Linked DNA regions of Mus musculus: regions 2, 3, 4, 5 and 6 are each linked to region 1. Evidence: chromatin contacts called from public Hi-C and HiChIP or PLAC-seq data. All regions are on one chromosome and are shown on one strand. The core of a region is the stretch at or near the end of the contact, and the rest is flanking DNA. Distances in the headings are between cores, read along the strand shown. Region 1 holds the start of 4931406H21Rik (RIKEN cDNA 4931406H21 gene). Region 2 overlaps Gm32008 (a long non-coding RNA gene). Region 3 has its middle 16 kb from the start of 4931403M11Rik. Region 4 has its middle 21 kb from the start of Gm31775. Region 5 overlaps Gm31775 (a long non-coding RNA gene). Region 6 has its middle 8.4 kb from the start of Gm41112.

Region 1 (4,070 bases), core at 454-2,953:
GTGAGTGTCGAGTGCTATAAGTATCGTGCATGTGTGCATTGTGAGTGTGGAGTGCTATAAGTGTGTTCAAGGCCATCTCCCTGTGTATTCATGCCTGGTATTTCTGGCTGTGTGGGTATGTACATGGTCTGTGTGTGGCTGTATGTCATGCATGTGTACATTGTATTATGTGTGTATTTATGTACATATGTATGTAATGTGTATATGTATGTATATATGTGTGTTTGCATGATCATATATGTTCATGCCTGGTATGTCTGACTGTATGGGTATGTGTGTACAAGGTCTGCATCTCTGTGTGTGTGGCTGTATGTCATGCACATGCACATGTCTGTCTGTCTGTTTGCATACTCGTGTATGCTCATGCCTGGTATGTCTGACTGTTGAGTATGAACACATGTACCTGAGGAGTCCTGTGATGGTGGAGGGGTTTCAGTGCACAGAGACCTATAGGTGTTCACAGATGTGTGTGGGTTCTGGGGGTGGTGTATGACTGTTACGGAATGGCTGAGCAGTGTGTGCACGCGCAACTAGCTGCATCTATGGGCGCCTCTCCCACCCTTCTGCCTTCTGTCTCGCCTGTCAGGAGGCCAGGCTGGGGCCTGAGAAGGCCCTGCAATGAGATCATGTTGTGAGGGGAGATGCTTTGTCAAGAATGCTACCAAAGAGTTGGGCTGTGTGCGTGGTTGTGGCAGTGAGCAGGGTGGTGACGGTGAGCAGGCTCAGGCCTGGGGGCAGCACTGTATGGCACGAAAATGAGAGAGACAGAGACGGAATGCAGAGCTGAGCACAGCCCAGACACTACAGCAAGCCGCCCAGGCAGCCGCCTCCACGTGGGGCCCTCTGATGCCCAGCCCCCAACTCTTTGTTCTGCTGCAGCCTTTAGCCTCTGCGCGCACGGGAGCAGGAGCACGCATGCGCACATGCACTTGCATCCTCATCTTGAGGCTCCTGAGGGGCCGGCTGCACCCTCCCACACCCCCCACCCCTTCCTAGATAGAAGGTCACCTGCCCAGCCCCCAGCACCTGACACATCCCAGGCTCTCCTCCAAGGCTGTAGCAATGCCCATCAGCCCCCTCCACCACCGCATGCCAGCCCAGAGTAACTTGGCAGGCTGTACTGTAATGTCAGCCTCTTGGGCGCTCACTCAGTGGTTCAGCCTTCTGTTCAGCCTACATGGGAGCGAGAAACCAGGCAGTCGCCATGTCCGAGGGTCCCCAAGAGTTGCCTGCATGCCTCCGCTGGTGTCTATGCTTGAATAGATCTATGTAGCCTCAGCTGACCCTCTGAGCAGCCAGCACATGTTGAAATAGCAGAATAGAGAATGTCAGAGCCCAGAAGGTAAGCAGCCCAGGGACCAAAGGAAAGGAAGATGCGCCCCAAGCTATCCATAATGGGGCTGGGGCACAGGTGGGGGTGCCAGCTGCTTTTTTTTTTTTTTTTGTCTTCTTTTTTCTCCCTGGCATAGCCAATGCTTGGATGCTTGGGTGGTTTAAAGGGACTATTGGTAGAATAGGCACCCAGCTACTGTGGGAGGCATCAAGAATACCCAGGCCATCCTGACAGGCACCAGCAAGCTTTTGGAGAAGGGACCACAGGAGGCAGAGGAATGATTCAAGTGGGGACAGGCAGAGGGTGTTTGCCAATCTTAACACAGCCAGGCTGCCCAGAGCTGGCTGTGGACGTGGGACTGCTGTGTGGTTTTAGGACATGCCTGTTAGTTATGTGCACTTACTTGCTCTTCGTGGAGTAGCACCATCACGCAGATGTTCTGCATCCTTTGAATGGAAACCTTGGGTCTGCATCCCCAAGATGGGTAAAGTCTACTGGGTTCTCTGACCTCTGACCTCTGTTCTAAGCACACCTTCCAGTACAGCAGCCCAGGTCCCAGAACGGGAGTGGAAATAATGTCGCTTGCTGGCTTTAAGTCCCCAGATGCATGCCTGCTCTGTTTCCCTAATGAGTCATGTGCCTGTCAGATGTCAGCTGGTCTTAGTGGAGACACTGAGACATGCCTTGCCTCTCTCTGCCTGTGATCTGTGGAAGAGGCTCTTAAGAGATACTGGGTCTCACTCTAGAGCTCTCAGTTCAGGGATAGGGGCTGGAATGGGGCCTTCTACGGCACTAGTGTGGCAGCCCCGTAGTTAATTTGTCGTGGGGCTGGGATGGGACAAAGGCACCCAAAACCAGTCAGGTCATTTCAACTTCTACCAGCCAGGGCTCTTTACACCAGGGAAGGCCGGTCATATACCAGTGTCCCATTGCTGTGGAAACAAGATTTTTTTTTGCACTCACCGAGCTGCATGGTGACTCTGAGACACCTCCGTGGTGGACAGCACTTCTGGTCTCTCATAGTGTCGTGGCTGCTATCTCTACCTTCACCCTCCCCCATAGCCTTTCTCCACCCTCTCTGCCTCTGCCCACCCCAACAGAGCATTCAGCTGCCTTCCCTTCAGCATGGAGGACAAATAGCCCCATTCAGGGGCACCCGCCAGAGCTGTCTCTCTAAGACAAAGCTGTGTGCAGCTCCCCGTGAAAAACGGCTCTTGGCTGCCCAGCGAGCAGGCAGGATTGGTGGGTGCAGATTGCAGGGGATTTGTTAGTGGCTGCCAGTTCCCCCAGAGATAGCAGGAAGGCAAGGCCTTGTCCTTGAAACACCAGCCTGCCTGGCAGGCTGGGGCACCTTCTCAAGGCCAGGGACAGACTTCCTCCTGGACACCATCCCCACCCCCACCCCCATGTGAACTCTGCAGAGCTGGGCTGTGGGGGAGGGCTTGGCTTCCTTCCTTCTGCCGGGCCTTCGCCCCTCCCAGGCCAGATCCCATGGAAATGGCTCTGGATTTTACTGCCAGCCTGTGGGAACTGACTAACCATCAGATATGTGTTGTGGCCAAAACCTGTGTTCTCTGTGCCATGGGAGAGGTCACTGGGGCTCTGTTGTTAGCACACCCATTTACAGAGGAGGAAATCGAGGCTCTGAGAGGGACAGACAGACTCCAGCCCTATAGTTCTCAGTGCTAGTGACAGAATTTGCTTGAAAGCGAGTCCAGTTTGGGCCCCAGGAAGCTATCCCTCCTCCTGAGTGACCCAGGAAGACTGGGGCAATGACCCTGGTTCCCCCAACTCCCATCTCGCTGAGGGCTGTGCCATGGGCTCCTGTAACCTTGCTCTGCTCTTCAACAAAGAGGACCAGTGGGAGGAAACTTGTGGGCCCAGCATTCCCAGGCTAAGGAACTGGGGGGAGGGCAGTTGGATGATCCCCAGGGTATTAAAACCTCACTTTGGAGAAGAGGCAGAGCTGTGTTAGAAAGCAGGCAGATGTGGGAAGAGCATTGCACTCAGGGAAAGGGCTGAGTTTCTCCATGGCCACAGTGGCCACTAAAAACAAGGGCCATGTGGGAATGCCTGGGATGTCGTCAGGTTAACCTTTTAAAAACACCAACCAGCTTACCAAGGAAGAGCATACCGAATGGCCGTCCAACACTAAGTGGTCAGCCCTCAAAACATCTGTATAAGTAGCACTATATAGACTGAGCAGATTGTTTTTATTTATTTAGGAATGTGTGTGTGAGAGAGTGAGAGAGAGAGACAGAGACAGAGGTAGCAGAGACAGGGAGAAAGCATGTAAGTGTGTGTGTATGCGTGTGTGTGAAAGAGAGAGAGAGTTAGTTAGTTAGTTAGTTAGTTAGTTAGTTAGTTAGTTTTAGAGTTGTCAGGTACAGAAGCTGCCCTTGAGTACACTAGGCACAGAAAATAAGCACTGTCCCAAAATATTGACTTACAAGATCTATCAACTACAAAGGAGGTGGGTGTGTTCCCACCCTTCCCTCTATTCCTTCGGAGCTCATTGGAGTTGTTAGGGGTGTTCAGAACAGAAGCAACTCCTAGGCGGCTCAGCTGTTTCTCTATACAGGCAGCTTGCAATAGTGCCCCAAGAGCCAGAGGGGACAGGCCTCTTCTTGTCAGAAGGCCATTCTTCCTGCCTCTCACAGAATTAGCTCATCTCTCCCCGCCCTACGAGAGAGACTTGTGCAAGGCCAGGGCTGCCTGGGGCTCAGCCAGGTGTCTA
Region 2 (3,942 bases), core at 41-2,540, 760 kb before region 1:
GGTTGTGTTTTGATAGCAGACTACACTAAATAGTAGGGACCTCTGTTCAACCACTGGTACAGAGAAGCCAGCAGCAGAAGAGACCAAAGGTTTTACCCCTTCCCCAAGGCCTCAAAAGGGTTCTTCATTTTTTAGCAGGCAAGGTGTTTCCCTCGGGATGGGCTCTCATATAGCCCAGGCTGATCTCAACCATGAAATGTAGACAAGGCTGATACTGAAACTCCCAGTCTTCCTTCCTCTATCTTCCCATTGGTATGATAACAGGCACTTACCATCATGCCCTATTGGTATGGATTTCTCTTGTGGGTTCCAGCTGGTTTTACTGATCTGGGAATCGGGTGATATGTCAGAATCTCTTTGAGTCTTGGGATTCCCCAGTAGCTCTTGGACCGTGCTCACTGTATTCCATCTACCAGTGGTGAACTCGGAACCATCAGGCAAAGTTATAGCAGTGGACGGCATCTATCTGCATTCATGGAGCCTGAGCCTCAGCAGACTTTGACTTCTGACCTCTGCAGGGAAAAACCAGGCCTGTGGAAAAGGCTGATCTATGCTGTAGTTATCTGTCTCCCAGGATTAGAGGGCCAAGACAGAGGAGGTAGTTGTAAATCATCTAGAGTATAGTAAGTCAGAAGGTCCTTCCAGACCTTTCCATTCCTTTGGCAAGACTGAATGCAAAGAGAGCCCCGTTTCATGCTGAGGATGGGAGGGGATGACTTCTAAGAGCTAGGGGCCTTGCCACTTAAGCAAAAGACAACCCCTGCCCCTCCTCCCCACAATCCAGCTCCCCGCCCCCAGCCCCGGCCTCCCCTGGCATCTATAATTCCGTTTGTTGTGCTCGCAAACACCGTGTTGGAAGATTTCATGCTAATGAAAGGGTTTCTTGATTAGGTTACACTGTTACTGTAAATGTTCCCTCATTATCTATGTTATGGTAGGAATTTGAAAAAGTATAAATTGAGCGTCTTGCATAATTTATAAAACTTGAATGTTTCCTAATTAGTTCGGTTAGGTTAATGATGGTGCCTGGCGTCACTTCTTCCTGGTCTCTGCTAATGACCTTTCCCCTCGTCTTGCTGTCTTTCCCTCCCCACCACCAGCCCCTCCCCCATGTCCCCAACCACCAGCTTCCAGAGTGGCCTCCTCCATCAGGTGGGAGGAAGCAATGCCTTTGCAAAAATATGAATAGCTCCTTTTTCTCTCTCTCTTTCTCTTTCTGCATCTGCCACCCCGCCTCCAGGCCAAGAGGCAGCCTGCTTGAGGTCGGCCAGCTAGAAATCTGGTGCAGGCCAATCCCCCAAGAATGCCTGCCGTGAAGTGCATTCCGTTAGCTTTTGCTTAGAGACTGGCCTCTATTAACAGCCTGAGAAGGGAAAATGCTGGAGGAGGTGGGGGAGGGAGAAAAAAAAACCCTCTCCAAAGGGTTCTAAAATAACATTTGCATCCCCAAGTAATTCCCAGCTCTCCCTGGCAACCATTCATTTCTTCCAAACAGCAGAAATTTGCAATATGAAAGTGGATTGGCTTCTCCCTCCCTTGGGGCCCCTGTATCTCTTCATCCAGCGCCTTGGGTAAAAAGCAATGCATACGTTTACAATATAAATGTGATTTAATCGACCTCCCTGTCAGGGAGAAATGGCAAGCATATCAAACAAGACCAAGATGTTAGAAAGAAAAATCATAAATTATTCCTGTGACGAGTTTCTGAGCCGCCTCCTGGACTACTAGATGATGCTATATAAGGCTCTTCCTTGAAACGATAATTAAGATAATTCTGTATGACAAGGAGAAAAATGTCCAGCTTTGTATGAAATGTGCTTCGTGTTAGCAAGCTGAATGCTTGGTATTGATTACTCTCTCTGCACCCTCCCCACAACCCCACCGCCTGAGATCCAAGGCTAAAATTAATTGAACGATGAAACATCTCATCTCTTGAATCCTTATTTACCGAACATGCTTCCTAGAAGCCATGCAAAGTGGGCTGGCCTCTAATTCTCTAAATTGATCTCTTCCTTTGGCGGTGTCTGGGAGACCACGCACATGTGTACAAATGCACGCACGCGCACAACCCCCCCTCCTCTGAGTGCCCATTGTTCTCTCTGGAAGGCACCACATTCCCCAAGGAGGCAGGTTTGATGGACATATCAGTACAGCAGAGTCCTAACTCTTCTGTTAGGAGAGCACCATGGGGCTCTCCTACAAAAATGTGCCCAGTGCCTGAGGTCTCTAACGGAGACAGCTGCAAATAGGACCTATATTACTCTCTCTGGCCCTTGCAATCTACAAAACTACATCTGGCTCCTGTCTAGCCTAGCATTGATCCTCCCCTCCCCCTCCCCAAACCCTCCAGTGTGTAGTAGGGGCCAAGAGAAGCCACAGTTTCTCCTCTCCCATTCTGTCTGCTGTATCCTAGGCAGTCATTTCCTCCTGTGACAGGCACCAGGCAATTCTGGGCTGAGAGAAATGCTTTATGGGCTCGGCTCTGCTGGCTTTCCAGGGCTCTATTTCATCCTGACTGCAGTGCTGCCGCAGTGGTGCTGGGCCTCAGCTAGTTAATCCACTATGGGTGTCTGCTGCAGAGCTCTTGTGTCTCCAGTCTGGGAAGATAGCAGGGGCTGATGGCAAGGGCCAGACAGCAACCAGGCTGGGGCTAGAATGAATTCAGCATTCCCAGGCTTGCTGGAGTATTTGGATAGGACCCCTTCCTTCCCTGTTTCTTCTCCAAAGAAGTGGTGGTGTTAAGTAGATGTGCCAGTGATAAGTTTGGCACATTTTGTCACACAATCAATTTTTTTTTAAACCAGAGGCGCTTAGGCAATTGTGAGATAAATAAATGGCTCTTAGGGTTGCCAATCTTGTTTGTGACAACTCAGAACCTTGCCCCAAGAGAGTCATCCTTCCAGAATGACGACAAAGGAGAGCTCTTCTCCACAGCATGGAATGCAAAGGGGGGTGTGTGGTCTCACTGAGTCTCAAAAAACTGTCTTTTGGGGACAGGGTATGCAGGTACTTTTGGATCCCTGTCCGTGTCACCTCTAGGGGACATGGGAACACCACAGGGCTGTAGTTAGAGGTCATGGAGGCAGACTGTGATAACTAAATTATTCGGAGGGGGGTGCTGAGTGGGGGAGTAGACAATGTTGATTCTACTGCTTAGCACCTAGTACTACCTAATGAGCTCAGATTCAACACAGGGGTGGACTAGGGGGGGTGAGTCAAGGAGACATAGGCAGCCACCTGGGTGCCGGATCTGTGATTCATAAGCTAAACTGACCCTTAATTAGCTAATCATTGTAACTCAAGGAAGGAAACTCCTCCTCAAGGACAGGGACTCTGCAATATCTCGTCCACCCCTTCAGGGAGTAAAGAGTAGAGACAGCCCAATTCCACCGGCCCAGGAATATGGAGGGGAGCCGGTTAGTCTACAGTGCTGCGAGGCTATGCCAGTGACATGATAACCTCAGTGACATGCAGGAGCTCTGTGCATCCAGATTCCTCCCGCTTTCCCTTCTTGGGCTGGTATGGCACTCTGAAGACTTGGGTCTCACTTTTTTGTGTGTATGGAGACGGGGGTCTTGCCATATAGACTAGGCTAGTTGTAATTCATGGCACTCCTTCTGCCCTAGCATCTCTGGTGTGAGTGCTAGGATCAAAGACATGAGCCAATGCACTGGGCTTGGGTCTCATCCTTTCTGGGAGCCTAACATCTGGCAGGAGGCCCAGCCCGACAACATCCGAGTGAGGGAAGCTACCCTCCTCTGACCCCAGGTGATCCATCAAGTCCTCAGACATCCTGAATCCTGGCGCAGCCTGGTACACGGCAGGAGCCCGACAAGGGCTGGCTGAGTGGTTGGCTGCTTGAAGAAGAAGCCGCCCTTTTCTGTTGATGAAAGAGCAATTAAGACTTTAGGAGTCTGCAGTCTAGACAGGGAGCTGTCAAGA
Region 3 (3,729 bases), core at 1,219-3,718, 980 kb before region 1:
TGCAGGGTTGGGGCCAGGAGGACAAGGCAGTCAGGTGGTAGAGGACCTGGGGCAGGATGGGTAGTAGCAGAAGTGATGAGAAGTGGCTGAGGTTTCACTGCATTTTAGAAGTCAACTTTGCTGATGTCTAATCAACATAAAGAGGCCACACCTAAAGTGCATACTTAATGAGTATAATGTATGCATTTATCTATAATGTCACCCCACACCCAAGGTGATGAGCATTTCCACCATACCTTAGTTCTTGGTACCCTCCCACCTGCTCATGCACACCAATCCTTGCTTCCCATTCCCTCTGTGTCCCAGGCAGTCATTGGTCTTATTTCTGCATATATTATATATATTAATATATATGATATATTATAATATATTATATATTCACATATGTATATAATATATAATTCACACACATATGAATTTCTAGAGTTTTGTATGGATTAAATCACAGATCATGAACTTCCCTGTCTCCTTTATTCAGCATTGTCACTGTGGGACTCATGCATCAGTTGTGTCAATGGTTCATGCCATCGTACTTCATGATATGGACACAGCATAGCTAATGAACATATGGGTTGCTTCCAGATGAGAGAGATCACATCTCAAGCTTCCCTGAACTTTTCTTTATGCAGATATCTGCTCTTTAGTCCCTTGGATGATGGCTAGCTATATTTGGCTGAGTCCTATAATAGGGATGGGTTTAGCACCATGATCAGCTGTCCCATGCTGTTTTTCAGGGCAACTAACTTTTTAGCACTTTTTGAGCAGCACATGAGACTCTTCTTCCCTATCTCTTCCCCAACACCTCGAATGGTCAGTCTTTTTATGTTAGTCATTGCAGTAAGTATTCCGGACATATAGTGAGGGCAGAGCCTGTCGGATTTGTTATGGATTGGAGGTGGGATATAAGACAAAGGGAGGAGTTTGGTAGTCAACAAAAACTGATTAGCTGCCCTGGCATTATTCTAGAAGCTGAGTAGAGAGACAGAGTAGACACCCACCATCTCTTGCCTTGGGGGGCTCTACACCTCTCTTATGGCAGACTATAGAAGACAGGAATGGCATTGGGCTCTGGTGGGAGTGGGAATAGAGTGGTGAAGGCTATGAAAGAGGATAGTGGCAATCTTGTTGTGTAAGAGTGCACTGGCTGCTGTCAAAATGGCTTCTAAGTTTATCCCCAGAGATTGACACTGCTGTTTCCTTTGGTCAGAGGAGCTTCTTTTTATGCACCGGGCAGCACTAACTACAAAGACACACAACTGCGTGAAAAGCTGCAAATAAGGATCTGTGTGACACATCTGTATCAACTCCTCTGAGGCTCAAAGAACAGTGCAGAGGACAGGTGGCGAGGAGGAGGGAGCCTGAGCATGAGGCAGGCTACTTGGAACTGTCACAGCCACAGTGGTCAGTGTGCGTGATGTGGGAGAGATTGGGCCATCGGCATTTTGTCATGGAGACAGGAGGGACCCACATGGTCCCACCCCTTCCTGAAGATCTATAGGTAGGCAGTGGTTGCTAAGGAAATCGAGTCGTTTTCTTCAGAGATATAGCCACAAGTAAGGTACCATGGTCCTGTAAGCAATTGGAGCAAAACTTACTGAGTCCAAGTAGAATAGGGAAGGGGGCAGTTGTGGGAAGAGGAAGGTAATCAGCAGAAGTGGGAGGGGAAAGAGAGCATGCGGTGGTGGCAGTTATGATCAAAGACATCATGTATGTGTGAAAATGTCATGATGAAACCCATAATTACATTTAGGTAACATAAACATTAAAAAAATAATTGAACATGACTGGAAAGACTCAGTGATGTTTAACCTTACTGATTATTCTTCCTCTGACCCTGGCTAAATCGCATCGCTGCACCAAGCAGCCTCCATGCCTTTATCTACAAATCGGTAAGGCTAGTTCCTTCAGGTGAACGGGGATATCTAACAACATGTCACCAAATCCAGATGCTTCCTGGCTCAACTGAAGTCAGGACACTGAATTCACTCATCCACTCTCTTCTGTCGAGAGGACCAGGTATCCTCAGAAAGCAACCTACAGCCCAGCCCTATGTTCCACCCTCTCCTCCTGGCCACCAGGTGCAGATTCAACCTGTGGGCCCTGAGCATGCAAGGAGAATTCGAGGCCGGCTGGTAGCTTTATTTTTGGAGCTTCCCCTGAAAGCCAGCTCAGACTCCCCAACTCCATGGGGAGCTGAAGTCTGGGCTATATTTAGGAGACACAGCTGTGACCCACTGTGACTCCTGCACCCCTAGGGTTCAGTCCTCACAGTGCTTGGGGTACACATCACCTTTGCCTACGCTTTATTTCCCCCCTCTGGGTCCTACCCGGTAGCTGTGGGTTCTCTCGCTTCCGTGTGTCTCATGTGCTCTGTGGTGCAAAGCAAGTGGGGGGCACAACCCACCTGCGTTGCTGAAGCCATAGCTGCTGCCTCATCATGGGGGCTCGCAGCTGGGAATGTGACTCCTGTTGTTGCCCTGTGTGTAGCCATAGCAACCATGATGAGCCAGTGCTTTTCCAATCAGCCCCTAACTCAACCTCCTGATGGGTCTGGAACATGACACCCTCAGCGTGATCTCCATATTCTCAGTGAGGAAGCAGGTGCCAAGAAGAGCAGGAGTTTGTCCAAAGGTACAGTAGGTAAGGACATGGACTCAGGTTGTAGATGCTTGTCTTAGTCAGGGTTTTACTGCTATGAGCAGACACCCTGACCAAGTCAAGTCTTATAAAGGACAACATTTAATTGGGGCTGGCTTACAGGTTCAGAAGTTCAGTCCATTATCATCAAGGTGGGAACATGGTAGCATCCAAGCAGGCATGGTGCAGACAGAGCTGAGAGTTCTACATCTTCATCTGAAGGATGCTAGTGGAAGACTGGCTTCCAGGCAGCTAGGATGAAAGTCTTAAAGCCCATGCCCACAGTGACACACCTACTTATATAAGGCCACACCTAGTAAAAGTGCCACTCCCTGGACTCCCTGAGCATATACTAACATCACAATATTAAAATCAGGGTTCCTTTTGGTAGAGTATGGTTATCATGCCAAATGTGCAGTTGTCTGGCCCCTTATTTAGCTTACCCCCTACCTGCAGGAATCCAGCTTCTTAACACAAGACTCAAGTGCTACCTTTCCTGAAAAGCCCTCTCTGGTTTCTCCAGTCATTGGTATTTTACAATGAAGTACAGAATGTGATCGTGTGGAGAGTGGGAGAGAGCAGTTCCAACAGCCACATGTCACCTCCTGCTGTGACTCAGGCTCCCCCAGGGCAGGGATCAGCAACTATCACCACCAGATACCCCTCTCCCATCCCCATCACTTGCTGGGATCACACTAGCACTTCGAAGATGCTTAGCAAATCTCAACTGAGCTGAGTTCTATCCACCACCTCTAATTGGACGGTCCCCAGAGCCTATGCAGTTTGACACAATGTGTGATTGATAGGCCCTTGATCTCTGGCCTGGTAGCTAAGCAACTCAGGCTGTTCATATAACCGGGGGGAGCCTCAATATATTAATTTTTGGCTGTTGGGATAAACATGATTACCAGAAATGACTTACAGAAGGATGAGTTTTTTTCGGCTTCTGGTTCCAGAGAGATAAGAGTCCACCATGGTAAGGAAGCATGTCAGCAAATGGCAGGCATGGTGGGAGGAGCAAAAAGATGAGAGCTTACATCTCTAACCACAAGCGTGAGGAAGAGAGAAAACTGAAGGTGAGCTGGGCTTCAA
Region 4 (3,829 bases), core at 634-3,133, 940 kb before region 1:
ATCACATGCTTAGGTTTTATGCTAGTCAATGACCAATTAGCAGGCTCAGTCCTGACTACTAGACTTCAATTAAATGTTGAAACACTCATATGTGCATCCTGAGATGGTGAGGGGGAGGGGAAGGGAGCCAGTTGAAGACAAGACTATCCCAGTGGGCATCCACTAGTGTTGGAGGACCCTGTGTCTCTAAAGTGTGTGAGTTGGGTAAAGGCACAGCTTTGTCTAAAAATGATCTCTCTGGAGAGACAGAGACCGAGAAACACTTCCAGACAATAAAGGGCTGACCATAGATACTGGAGCAGGCATCTGCATGTGGGCAGAAACTCTCCACCATGATCCCATTTGCTACAGAGGCTGTTCTTACATTGGCAAGGGGCCCTTGTGGTGTGGTTCCAACCTTCTAGGTCCCTTCTGTTTTTGCCTACAGCTGATCTTCTGGTGGCCTCACAGCTCAGCAAGGCTGGTAAAGTTGGAAAGAAGGCAGAATCCTTCTGTAGGAACCTGCAACTTCCTGCTGAGAGATGACCCCATGGGGTGGGGTGGAGTGGGGGTTGGGATTAATTTTTGGTAAAAGAAGTGTCAGCTGAACACACAGTTTTCAAATTGTTGACTATGGTATTAAGTAACAGGCAGACTCTTGTCCAATGGATGTTATTAAAATTAACTGTTTTAGCACTACATTTAGAATCAAAACCAATCTGTCGCTCCTAAATTGGTTTCTTTCAGCTGCTATTTGCGGGTAAAACGAACAGTTTTAACAATTACCTCTCCAGTGCAAATCATAAACCTGATTTACAGGAAAACACTTAATCTACTGCCCTTGACTGTACCCAGAGCTGCCAATTAGATGGTGGTAAATTTCTCTGAGTGTCAATTTGCTTCCCAGACAGCAGCTCAGACCCAGGGTCTCCATCACCTGTGGGTCCAGAGACCAGGGCTTTGGCTGGGATGTTCCTTTGGAAAAGGTGGGCATTCCATAGCAAACGACTGTCCATCTGGAGTTGGGTTGCTGGGGAGTCCTCTGCTCTAGGCTATTAATTTGAATTGTAAAAACACAAGTGGAATACTAGTATTAACCCACTCAGAGCTAGTTGTTAGAGTGAGAGACTCAGAATGCTTGGATAGGAAGACCCTGAAGATCATGACTTCATGCATCAAACATTGCTTAAGCAGCTATCTCTCCATCCTCTGACAAGATGGGGCCAACCCATGGTTCCTCAGTGAACTCACTAAAAGGAAAGATAGGGGCAAGACAATGTCATTCATGGTTTGATAACTCTGCCTTCATACTCTTTGTGTGTGGTGTGTGTGTGTGTGTGGGGGGGTGAGGGTTGTGTGATACCTTCTTGTGTGCAGTGCACTTGGAGGTTAAAGTCGGGTGTCCTCAATCGTTCTACACCTTAATGTTTCAACTGAGTCCCTTGCTGAACCTAGAGCCTAGCCAGGGTGGCCATGAAGCTCCTGGAATCATGTCTCCTCCCAGTACAGTGATTACAGGTGTGTTCTACTGCACCCAGCATTTTAAGTGGGTTTTGGGGACTTGAACCCAGGTCCTTGTGTTTGCACTTTACCCACTGATATGTCCGAGAGGCGATGATGGTGCTCAGAGCACTGGGGTGGGAAGTTAACAGAGAGAGACTTTACAGGAGTCCTTGTTCTAGTGGGGCCTTGAGGACTACATAGGAGTTTTGCAGGTAGAGAAGGAGAGTAAAGGGTCGCTCGGCAACCAACTTGCAAACTCTAGTCATCAGGGAATTTTAAGCAAGGTGATCCATGACACCAGAAGGTCTCTTTTGAAAAGTTTTGAGTTGGGCTAGCTAATGTACTGCTGAAAACCCTTTCTAAGCTAAGAAAACAAAAGGCCATAGCACTGAGGTGCCTGGTGCCAGTTGGCAGGGACTGTAAATGCCAGGAAGTTCTGAGTTGTAGATTAGAGGACGGTCCCTGGGTATTGTGAGAAGTCAGAAAGCATATGCAAACCATATGCAAATGAGATGCAAGCCAGCACCTGCTGTGGGCTTTGTGTACTCAGGCACTCGGTGCCTCAGGGAGGTAAGCTGGCCGGTCTTTAGAGCTCTGACTAGATGTACCAGACATTAGGTTCTGTGTGAGAAAGAAAAGTGCATCAAGACTTCTCTGGGAGAGAAAAAAGTCCCAGGTTGTAAACTCCAGAAGGGAGGGATGAAGCCCAAGGAGTTGCAGAAGCTTGGAGGCCTCGCTGGCTGAGTGTGTCCCGGTGACAGTCAGGATGCTTATGCCTCTGCCCAGATCTGAGCAGTCTCTGGCTGAAAGGATTCCCCAGAACTAAGGCTGAGTATACAGGGGGTTGTGCTTTCCTTGATCTGCCGTCTTCTGGATCAGCCTCCCTCTGTGAGTCAGAGCTGGTTTGACCCAGTGTTGGTGGTGTATTATCCTGGACCCCTCTCAGGGGACTCAGTGGTTACCTTTGGCCCTGCCTACCTTGAAGATGTACCCAGCAGTTGTGGACTGAGGCTCACTGGACTCCTGCGAGTAGAAAGCAAACACGGGGCACAGGAGAAAGGCAGTTTTACACTCAGATCTCTCTCTACTTAGGACTTGCATCAAGAAGCAAGAGGCCATGGTGGGGAGATAGCTCAGTGACTAAAGTGCTTGCTGCATAAGCATGAGGACCCAAGTTCAAATCCCCAGCACATATGGAACAAGATGGGCGCGTAGCATGTGCCTGTAATCTCAGGACTAGGAGCTGAGACAGAAGGTCCTGGGGACTCTGCTCAGTCAGTTTAGCTGAAGCAGCAAGCTTCTGAATTGTGAAAGGAAGTTATACAAAACTGACTTCTAGTCCCCGGCACACACATGCTCATGAGTGTGTGCAGCATACGACAGCCCCCGTCCAGTGACACAGAAGGATGAGGACCCTCCCCTAGGGGACAAGCATGGCTGCCTTCAGGTAGTTTCCAAAATTACTGCCTAGTTGGCTGTATGGTCTTGGACAGATTTCCTCTTTGGCAATAAATCTGTGCCTGAGAAGTTGACCAGATGTTCAAAGGGGATCTTCTCCCGTTGAGGAGAGCGTCTGATCTAGTTGGTAGGCATTTGCATACCTGCTAAGACCTGCATGGCTTTGGACTTGACCTGACTGCGGCAGGGAATGACCTGACAGGGAATGGAGATATGGCACATATAGGTCACCTAAAGCTGGGATTAGGTGGGCTATGCACTCTGATGGAGACACACCAGCAGCCCTGAAGCTCATCACATTTATGGTATTCAACACAAACAGGCTGGGTAGTAGGGGTGGGGGTGTCTCTGTTCTACTCTGAGGCTGAGGTCATCTTGAATATATTGGCATCTTTGACATGACTGTGCTCATGACAACAGTACACATTCATTCAGGACTTCATCATCTCCGCCCCCCCCCCACCTGCCCCTTCCCTAGACTAGAGAGAAAGAGAGAGAGAGACAGAGACAGAGAGAGACAGAGAGAGAGAGAGAAAGAGAGAGAGAGAGAGAGAGAGAGAGAGAGAGAGAGAGAGAGAGAGAGAGAATCTGAAGGGACAGGAGCTTAAAAACAATCAGTTTGGAGGGCTGAAATAGGAGATTCCAGGCCCAGGCTGGCACGATGGCCCCAGGTCTCTGTACAGAGTAGCTCAAGAAGGGAGGATAGACAGGGCTGGCCAGGCTTGCACCATATATTGGTTTGTGGAACAGTGGGAAGGGGCCTCTGCATGTCTACTACACCCCTGAATTCCACCTTGGTCTCTGCATCTTCTCCAGGCAGCAGACTGCAGGCAGCAAGAGCAGGCAGCAGGCAGTAGTCCTGGCTCTCCTCAGACCCTCTTCCTGCTGG
Region 5 (3,764 bases), core at 1,084-3,583, 850 kb before region 1:
TCCAGATCTTGAGGCTGGGAGATAAAAGTTTCTGACCTGGATCTGGGAGCTCTTGGATCTATGCCTCAAGATCATGGAGATCTTGAGGCATAGTGGCCATGAAAAGCTTAGGCCCAGGTGAGGTAGTACATGCCTGTAATCCCAGGAGACTGAGGCAGGGAGATCTCTGAGTTCAAGGTCAGCCTGGGACAAAACAAGTCCCAGGTCCCAGTGTGGTGGTACACACTTTTAATCTGGGCCATACCTTCTTCTGGAGACCTACATAAGGACTTTGGAAGAAGGAGGACTTGTTATTTTTCACCTGCTTGCACTTACTTGCCAACACATCTATTGGAATCTACTTCTACTGAAGACCAGCTGAAATAACTAGCCTCATGGGACTGAGCAACTAGTAGATTCTTGGACTTCCCATTCACAGCTGATCATTGTTGGGGAGTTGAACTACATACTATAAGTCATCATAACAAATTCCCTTGCTATATATAGACTATCTATAAGTTCTGTGACTCTAGAGAACCCTGACTAATACAGACCTCCTAAGGGGTCATGGCACACAGGTTGAGAACCATTGCTTGGAGCTTCTGCTATGTAGCAAATCTGTTTTTCACAGATGGCCAAAGGACACAGAATTAGAAACTACCAACACACGGGTGGTAGGACTTCACAAGCTGCTGCCGATCCATACATCTTTCCACATTGCCACCCTCTGACTGGAGGAAAGGGTGGTTACTCTGCAGACCACAAACACAGCTCAGAGAATTTTCCTCCAAGCTTTTATATACTCATATTGGGAAACGAACTGAGATGAAGTCCTATCCACAACCTCTCTAGGACTAATTTTGGAATCTGGATTTCATGTAGGAATCCTGGGTCCTGGTATGTTTGAATCAATTTTAACAGAGGCTCTAGGAAGATTGTCCTGGGAGTGAAAAGTAGGTAATACTGCTGTGATGACAATCAAATTCTAATGTCTTGGAGCAAGCAAGATGGCTCGTTGGGTAAAGGTACTTGCTGCCAAGACTTATGACCTGAGTTGACCATGATGGAAGGAGAGAACTACTTTTCTAATATTGTCCTCTGACCTCCACACACATACTCTGGCATGTACACCCACCCCTACCCACACCCCACCCTGACACATATCATCACCTCCCATACAAAATAGTTGCAATTAAAAATTTAAAAATATTCAACCTGAGTCTTGGAGAGAACAAACCATGTTCTAGGCCATGTCCCAGGGACACACAGCTGGCCTCCTCGACAAACTTTGACTTCTAATTGTTAGTCCTCCTTGGCCCTGCTGAAGGCTAATGTTCCTATCCATTCTCCTGTCTGGCCCTGTCCTGTCCTGTCCCCCTCCCTCTGAGGCTGGTGGCTGGCTCTCAAGTTATACCTGAATCTGTTCTCTGTTCTATTCAAACTCTTCCCAGTCTGGCCATCTGAGCTCTATAATAGCACCCTATGAACAAAGCTATGCAAATAAAGAGACGTGGGCTCTTGGGGTGAAGTTTCTCCTGCTCTCCAAGACACTCTCTTCCTTCTGGTAAATCTCCCTTATTGGAAAGATATAGAATGTTGTTTACTTCTTGACACGAGGAAGAAAACAGAATGAAATGTCTCCAAGGGGCCAGGGATTGTACAGCTCACCTTATCTGACCCTTGGAGGAAGAATGCCTGCATCTACCTTACAGAAAAGGAACTGAGGTTATAGAGTTCACAGAACTTATGCTAAGTCAGGCCGAAGACTCAAGTCCACAGACATGACACTATCATCCTCTCTGTGTGGGTACCCTGCTTTGGGTATGTAGCTGTGTTCCTATGGCAAGGATGTGAACAGATCTGATCTGAAGACCACTGTTTTCCTTCCAGCCTCTGTCCATTGCAGACATAGTACACAGATTTTGGAGGCTGTAAAGTTGGGTTTGCCCAGAAACACACCAGAGAGGCAGGTATGCAGGCAGCCTAAGATGGACCAGAAGGGTAAGGCTTTCGTCTGGACTAGAAGGGTAAGGCCTCCTTTGCTTCTTTTTTCTTCTCCCCTTGGCTCAAAGAAGTATGGCTTGGGTTTTGCAAAGCCAAGCTGAGGACTTTTGCCAGCCTTCAGGCTGCTTAGCCCCATTCAGATGCATCAAACTCACAGAACATCTCTCCCCAGCTGCAGGCTTATGGAATAGGAAAACCACTCATTTCCCTTCGAGAGAGAGAGGGAGAGGGGCGCCCAAAGCAGATATTTCAATATATTCCAATTTAGCCAAGGGAAGCCAGAACATGGATGTTGTTGCCAAGGAAACCACCTCCTTCCTCCCAGTGTGCTGTGCATACGTGTATCACTCCATCTCTTGGCTCTCCAAGGTAATATCATAGCCCTGTGCTTGGGGGAGGGTTTTTAAAAAGGCATATAAAACCTCTTAGCATTGAGAAGATTCATTAAATGACCTCACTCCAGAGAAGCTTAAATTATTCTTTTTAGAGCTTTTTATGCTAGAGACAGGGAAATGGCTGAGTCAGTCCTATCTCTTGTAATCCCAGCTCAGTGTGGGTGGAAAGGATTTTTCAGAAACAAACAAATCAGTGTAGGGAAGTGCACACACACACACGTGTGTGTGTGTGTGTGTGTGTGTGTGTGTGTGTGTGATAATAAGAAAGCTGATTTATAGCTTCAATGTCACCAGCTAATTCATCCGAGAAGATCTGCTAAGACCACCTTGATCCACAGCCCTCCTGGGTGGGAGAATACACTTCACGGAGCTGGCCTCAAAGCTGAGAGAGGGGGCAGCTTTGCAAGGCCACCTGTCAAAGAATCCAAGAACTGCATGGGGATTTCTGTTGTTCAATCTACCGAGCCTTGGGCTTTTATTTTATTTTATTTTGTCCCTGGCTGGTGTCTGGTCTGAATCTCCTCTCACCTTCTCAGTCATGCCTGCCCTGTGGTCTGTGGTCTGCTGTTAACGTTACTCCAACACCACCACCACCACCAGGCCAACCCAACGCCAACTCCATTCTCCCCTCTCATCACAGAGCTCCGAAGCTGCTCAGCATCCTTTCTGCCCTTCCGAGCTTCTGGTGCTGGGACAACCCCTGCCCACTGGACATATAGATAAATATTGGGGTTCCTCTTTCAGTTAGTGACATAAGCTTAGGATTTTGTTTTACATGTGAGAGAGGGTCCTGGGGGCAATTTTGGATGTGATAGCATAGAAGATGAACATTTGCATCTGGAGGGCCTCAGAGACCCAGATGTTGCCACCCAGGACACCCCTACAGCTCGTAGTTATTCACCCCTAAACCCAACAGTGTCAAAGCTGAGAGACACTGGCTTCTTCCCATCCACTTTGTTCACTCGTTTAAAAAATGACTTATTTTATTTCATGTGTATGCATGTGTGTCTGGTTGCATGTATGCGTGTTACATGCAAGCAGGTGTCTGTGGAGGTCAGGAGAGGGTGTTGGATCCCCTGGAGCTGGAGTTACAGGAGGTTGTGAGCCACTGATGTATGGGCTGGGAACCAAGCCTGGGTCCTTGGCAAAGGCAAGCAAGTGTTCTCAACTGTTCTCCCTTCTCTCAGTCTACTTACGCTGCACCAGCCTGTCAGCCCACGTCTAGAGACAAAAACTGAACAAGATGGATACCATTTTGCCGTTTTCTCGTTAGAGCCCATAATTAGGACTGGGACAGTCATCTGTTTTGGTCCTGGCTGGCCCAGTGCTGAGATCTTCTTACAGCTTATGGTGACTCATCCTAGCTCGTGGGTGGAGTAAGGGCCC
Region 6 (3,540 bases), core at 694-3,193, 540 kb before region 1:
GTGATATCAAAATGAAGCAGAGACTATCACATAATTAGAGTAAATGTGCTAGCCCAAGCCTCTCATCCTCATTTTATAGAGCCACCAATACAAAAATGGAGTCCCCATCCTGATGACCTAACCTAATCCCAGGCACTTCCCCAAAGCCCACAACCAAATATATAGATTGTGAGTGTGGGGGCAAGTTTCCAACGTGTGAACTTTTATGAACACATCCAGACCATAATAGTCACTCTCCTTCCAAATCACACTTTTGTCTTTTGCCGTGTCTATCTGAAAACTTCTTTGTCCAAGTTCAGTTCAGATATCAGTCAGCAAGACCGTTTTTAACTTTTTAAATTTTTGTTAGATTTACTGACTGCTTGCATAAGAATTTGCCTACACACATGTCTGTGTACCACGCACATGCCTGGTACCTGAGGAGATCAGAGAGAGTGTCAGATCCCCTGGAAGCATAGTTAGATATGGTTGGAAAGCACCACGTGGGTCCTGTGTAAGAGCAGCAAATGCTCTCAAGCACTGAGTCACATCTCCAGCCCCTGCAAGGCCTGTCTGCATTTGTGTAGTGAAACCTCCACCAAGCCAGGGAGTTGGAGTCTTCCTGGCTGCCTTGCCTCCTTGTCTGCAAGAACATGGAGGGTGAGGACTGTGGCTTGCCCCCTACTGCTTGTCCCAAGACTTGTCTCACAGTGAGTTGTGGGAAAGAATCGGGGTCATCCCCAGCTTCAGAGTCTTCCCAGTCAACCCCACCTGCCTTTGTCATCCACTCGTGGGATGACAGAAAGGTTATTTCATGTGCCATCAGATGGAAATAGCTATATCTCAGGGCATGCGGTGGTGTCCCCAAATCGCAGGGCTCAGGGATGGTGAAGCTTTCGGCTTGATTCTGAGCCTCAACTGTCCACAGTCCAGCTCAGGAAGAGTCAAGGCTCTCAGGCTACAATATACATATATACAGACATCACACACCTCTCTCTCTCTCTCTCTCTCTCTCTCTCTCTCTCTCTCTCTCTCTCTCTCTCACACACACACACACACACACACACACACACACACACATGTATGCACACGAGCATGGAGTGGGGTACTGTGGCCGAGGGTAGTTTATCCCATGAATTTCAGAAATATCTCCTGGTTCAAAGTGTCTCTAAGTGTTAACTCTGTGTCATGTATTTGGGGCAGAGGGCAGACAGAGAGTAGCAGGAAGGTGAACAGATTCTAGGCGTGGTAGTTCTCAAGGTTAGCATATATACCTAGACCACCTATCTTCAGGCCATCATCAAAGCAGACTCCATGACCCTGAGTGGCAGGTTGTCAAGACTTCTGGGAGTTGCTGTGCTAGCCAAGGAGCGATAGAACTCAGGAAACATCTGGGGAGAAGCTAGAGGCAGGAAGGGCAGCACTTGCTCCGGGAGCCGTGTTTTAAGAAGGCAGGAGGGGGAAAGATGGCAGCTGAGAGATTGGTGCCAGTCCAGTCCCTGTCAGCCTAGGGGCAAACATTGCCAACACACTGTCTCTGGAGCAACATATGTCCCCAAGCCCAACCAACCCCATGCCTGAGAGTAGAAACGCCTCTCAGGTGCCCTGGACTCTTTTCTTGGTTTTGGAATGTGCTGGGCCACCCCTAAGGCTCACTTTCCAGCTCCTGTGCTCTACTGAGAGTTCACAACCATGTCAGACATCGTCAGGGGATTCTGGCGCGACACCCCAACTCGTAACACCACAGCAGGGCAAGAGCTGGCTCTGCAAGGCCATGACTGGGAAAATCATCACCCAAGGTGGGGCAGGATAGGCTGCAAACTCCCCCCCCCCTCCAGGTTCCTCTGCTCCATCCTCTGCCGTGACCCATAAATTCACCAAGATGAAGTCATTCCCCAGCCGTGGCTGTAAAAAGTCAGCTGCATAGCTGCAGAGTTTGCAGCCGAGTCAGATTATAAAATAAAACCAGAGATTCTGGAGAGCGGAGGGTCAAGCCAGCCAGCCCTGAGGGGAGGGGAGATGGCTGTTCTGTTGTTTTTAACAAGCACCAGAAGGTTTCAGCTTTGTAAGATTCCTCACCCTGCTCCCCCACCTTCCCACAACTCCTTTTAAAGTAGAGGATCGTGCAACTTCAGGGCTTCTTCAGTGTTACAAAAATAAAACCAAAATACAAACTTAAAAAAGAAAAAAACAACAACAGTCTGTAAGTTCTCTTTCCTGCTGTGTTTGAAGCAGACCTCAGACCCTATTCTTCTGAAGTTTCCTGAAATTTGACCAGAATCTGGGAACTCAGAGAAGTCACAGACCCTGCCTCTTTCATTCCCTGAAGCCGGAGTGAGAGCCAGAGCCAGGAAGCTGGAGTGGCCCAGGAGCTGAGCATGCCACCTGCCCAACTCCAGTGGGACAGCTTTCTGATCTACATAGCAGGTTCTTGCCAGTTGCCTCTGGTCCCTCCAGGTCAGCCTTCACCACTTTCTCCATCTGAGTACATCCCTCATGCAGACACTAGGGGATGGTCTGGGAACAGAGCAATTGACAACGCAGACAAAGGCACTTGCCTCTGCTTTCTCTATCTGGGAAGGGCTGAGTAGCCAGAACCTTAAAAAAGTGAGACCACTAATGTCCTTGTCATCCTTCTAGCAAGGACACCCATGAAGGTCAGGCTGAGACCATCTCACATGTGCAATAACCTCTTAGCTCACCAAGTACCCATTTAGTCTTTGTACATCATGAGGAAAGAAATGAGCTGCGTAACAAATGACTCCAAGCACAGAGATCAGAACAACAAGTGTGCATCGTCTCATGGGATCTCTGGATGCACAAAGTCAGGAACGAGGCTGTGGTGCATCTGATGGCCTGACTGAGGCAGGTCCTCCCCTCTCCTCTCCCATGCATGGAGGTTTTTGCAAGGGCCTATTGAGGAGCTTGTTGGACAAAGGGCTCAGTTCCTCTCTAACTGTTGCCCTGAAAGTCCTTCTCTGTGGCTGCACAGACCTCGCTGTAGAAGGTTTCTTTCATCATGAGCAATGAGTGTGCCTAAGATGGACCATATACACTTTTTAATAACATGATCTTTAGTATGGTACTCCTATATAGTTCTGTATTTGGTTTGTTAGAAACAAGTTGCTGGGTCCAGCATACGCTCAAGGGAGAGCATTGTACAGTGGCTGAATACTAGGGGGGGAAGGAGAACTGGGGTCCATTTTGGAGGAGGCTACTTAAAATAGAATCTAAGCGGTGATAACCAAGACTTCAATGTGTATTGAACACCCTCCATGCTCTGAGAGCTGTTTTCAGTGAATTCCATATGAAGTTTTAATTCATACTCACTCCGATTCAGGAGATAGTTTCTCCATCTTACAGACAAAAAGTCTGATCCTCACAAGAGTTACAGAAGTGATTGAAGACTGCCAACCTATAAATAAGTTAAAAAAGCAAACAGTTGGTCCCTTCTAGAGCCTCATACAGTATGATGAAGTTGCCTCTTCTGAAAGGTCATCTAGAGGTCATTTGGCACACTCTCCTTTGCAGAAATGACAAGTGTAAAACCCAGAGACCCCA

The links. Hi-C and Micro-C count contacts between places; a contact is called where the count stands out from the background. HiChIP or PLAC-seq counts read pairs in DNA pulled down with a chosen protein or histone mark.
Region 2: a contact with region 1 is called in an H3K27ac HiChIP or PLAC-seq map of stem cell-derived neural progenitor cells, with 4 times the contacts expected there. The contact joins the enhancer-like site here to the promoter of 4931406H21Rik in region 1. A contact is called at or near these places in 1 of 39 promoter capture datasets (embryonic stem cells), 5 of 115 datasets of contacts at active chromatin or transcription factors (VIP interneurons, astrocytes, embryonic basal ganglia and 2 more) and 1 of 9 other capture datasets (embryonic tail).
Region 3: an H3K27ac HiChIP or PLAC-seq map of differentiating embryonic stem cells shows a contact between it and region 1, with 7 times the contacts expected there. The contact joins the enhancer-like site here to the promoter of 4931406H21Rik in region 1. A contact is called at or near these places in 1 of 39 promoter capture datasets (embryonic stem cells) and 4 of 115 datasets of contacts at active chromatin or transcription factors (differentiating embryonic stem cells, embryonic basal ganglia, embryonic midbrain and 1 more).
Region 4: a contact with region 1 is called in an H3K27ac HiChIP or PLAC-seq map of differentiating embryonic stem cells, with 7 times the contacts expected there. The contact joins the enhancer-like site here to the promoter of 4931406H21Rik in region 1. A contact is called at or near these places in 2 of 484 Hi-C or Micro-C datasets (the C10 cell line and cardiomyocytes), 6 of 115 datasets of contacts at active chromatin or transcription factors (differentiating embryonic stem cells, embryonic basal ganglia, embryonic forebrain and 3 more) and 1 of 9 other capture datasets (embryonic tail).
Region 5: an H3K4me3 HiChIP or PLAC-seq map of embryonic basal ganglia shows a contact between it and region 1, with 6 times the contacts expected there. The contact joins the enhancer-like site here to the promoter of 4931406H21Rik in region 1. A contact is called at or near these places in 1 of 39 promoter capture datasets (embryonic stem cells), 4 of 115 datasets of contacts at active chromatin or transcription factors (astrocytes, differentiating embryonic stem cells, embryonic basal ganglia and 1 more) and 1 of 9 other capture datasets (embryonic trunk).
Region 6: a contact with region 1 is called in a Hi-C map of uterus, with 3 times the contacts expected there. The contact joins the enhancer-like site here to the promoter of 4931406H21Rik in region 1. A contact is called at or near these places in 1 of 39 promoter capture datasets (embryonic stem cells), 2 of 484 Hi-C or Micro-C datasets (regulatory T cells and uterus), 6 of 115 datasets of contacts at active chromatin or transcription factors (T-cell acute lymphoblastic leukemia, astrocytes, differentiating embryonic stem cells and 2 more) and 2 of 9 other capture datasets (embryonic stem cells and embryonic trunk).

Annotation. Positions count from the first base shown.
Region 1 is chr14:25,585,101-25,589,170 of GRCm38.p6, forward strand. 4931406H21Rik (RIKEN cDNA 4931406H21 gene) reads left to right here and starts at 1,704. Exons shown (of 1, transcript NR_033492.1): 1 at 1,704-4,070. All of the region lies in intron 6 of Zmiz1 (zinc finger, MIZ-type containing 1), which reads left to right. Gm32497 (a long non-coding RNA gene) reads right to left here. Exons shown (of 4, transcript XR_003951081.1): 4 at 1-4,070. RefSeq lists an enhancer at 62-3,356.
Region 2 is chr14:24,825,396-24,829,337 of GRCm38.p6, forward strand. All of the region lies in intron 2 of Gm32008 (a long non-coding RNA gene), which reads left to right. Gm31951 (a long non-coding RNA gene) reads right to left here. Exons shown (of 2, transcript XR_383265.1): 2 at 3,669-3,880. Among named protein-coding and RNA genes, the nearest start is that of Gm31951, 3.0 kb to the right of the region's middle. Within about 2 kb of position 1,291, at least 40 of the 459 cell types and tissues checked have an H3K27ac peak or open chromatin away from gene starts, as enhancers often do. A contact at or near this core is called in stem cell-derived neural progenitor cells, where this site is marked.
Region 3 is chr14:24,599,828-24,603,556 of GRCm38.p6, forward strand. No RefSeq gene overlaps it. Among named protein-coding and RNA genes, the nearest start is that of 4931403M11Rik, 16 kb to the right of the region's middle. Within about 2 kb of position 2,469, at least 5 of the 459 cell types and tissues checked have an H3K27ac peak or open chromatin away from gene starts, as enhancers often do. A contact at or near this core is called in differentiating embryonic stem cells, where this site is marked.
Region 4 is chr14:24,642,333-24,646,161 of GRCm38.p6, forward strand. No RefSeq gene overlaps it. Among named protein-coding and RNA genes, the nearest start is that of Gm31775, 21 kb to the right of the region's middle. Within about 2 kb of position 1,884, at least 25 of the 459 cell types and tissues checked have an H3K27ac peak or open chromatin away from gene starts, as enhancers often do. A contact at or near this core is called in differentiating embryonic stem cells, embryonic forebrain, oligodendrocyte precursor cells and 1 more, where this site is marked.
Region 5 is chr14:24,729,813-24,733,576 of GRCm38.p6, forward strand. All of the region lies in intron 1 of Gm31775 (a long non-coding RNA gene), which reads left to right. Among named protein-coding and RNA genes, the nearest start is that of Gm31838, 49 kb to the right of the region's middle. Within about 2 kb of position 2,334, at least 34 of the 459 cell types and tissues checked have an H3K27ac peak or open chromatin away from gene starts, as enhancers often do. A contact at or near this core is called in embryonic basal ganglia, where this site is marked.
Region 6 is chr14:25,040,563-25,044,102 of GRCm38.p6, forward strand. No RefSeq gene overlaps it. Among named protein-coding and RNA genes, the nearest start is that of Gm41112, 8.4 kb to the right of the region's middle. Within about 2 kb of position 1,944, at least 27 of the 459 cell types and tissues checked have an H3K27ac peak or open chromatin away from gene starts, as enhancers often do. A contact at or near this core is called in uterus, where this site is marked.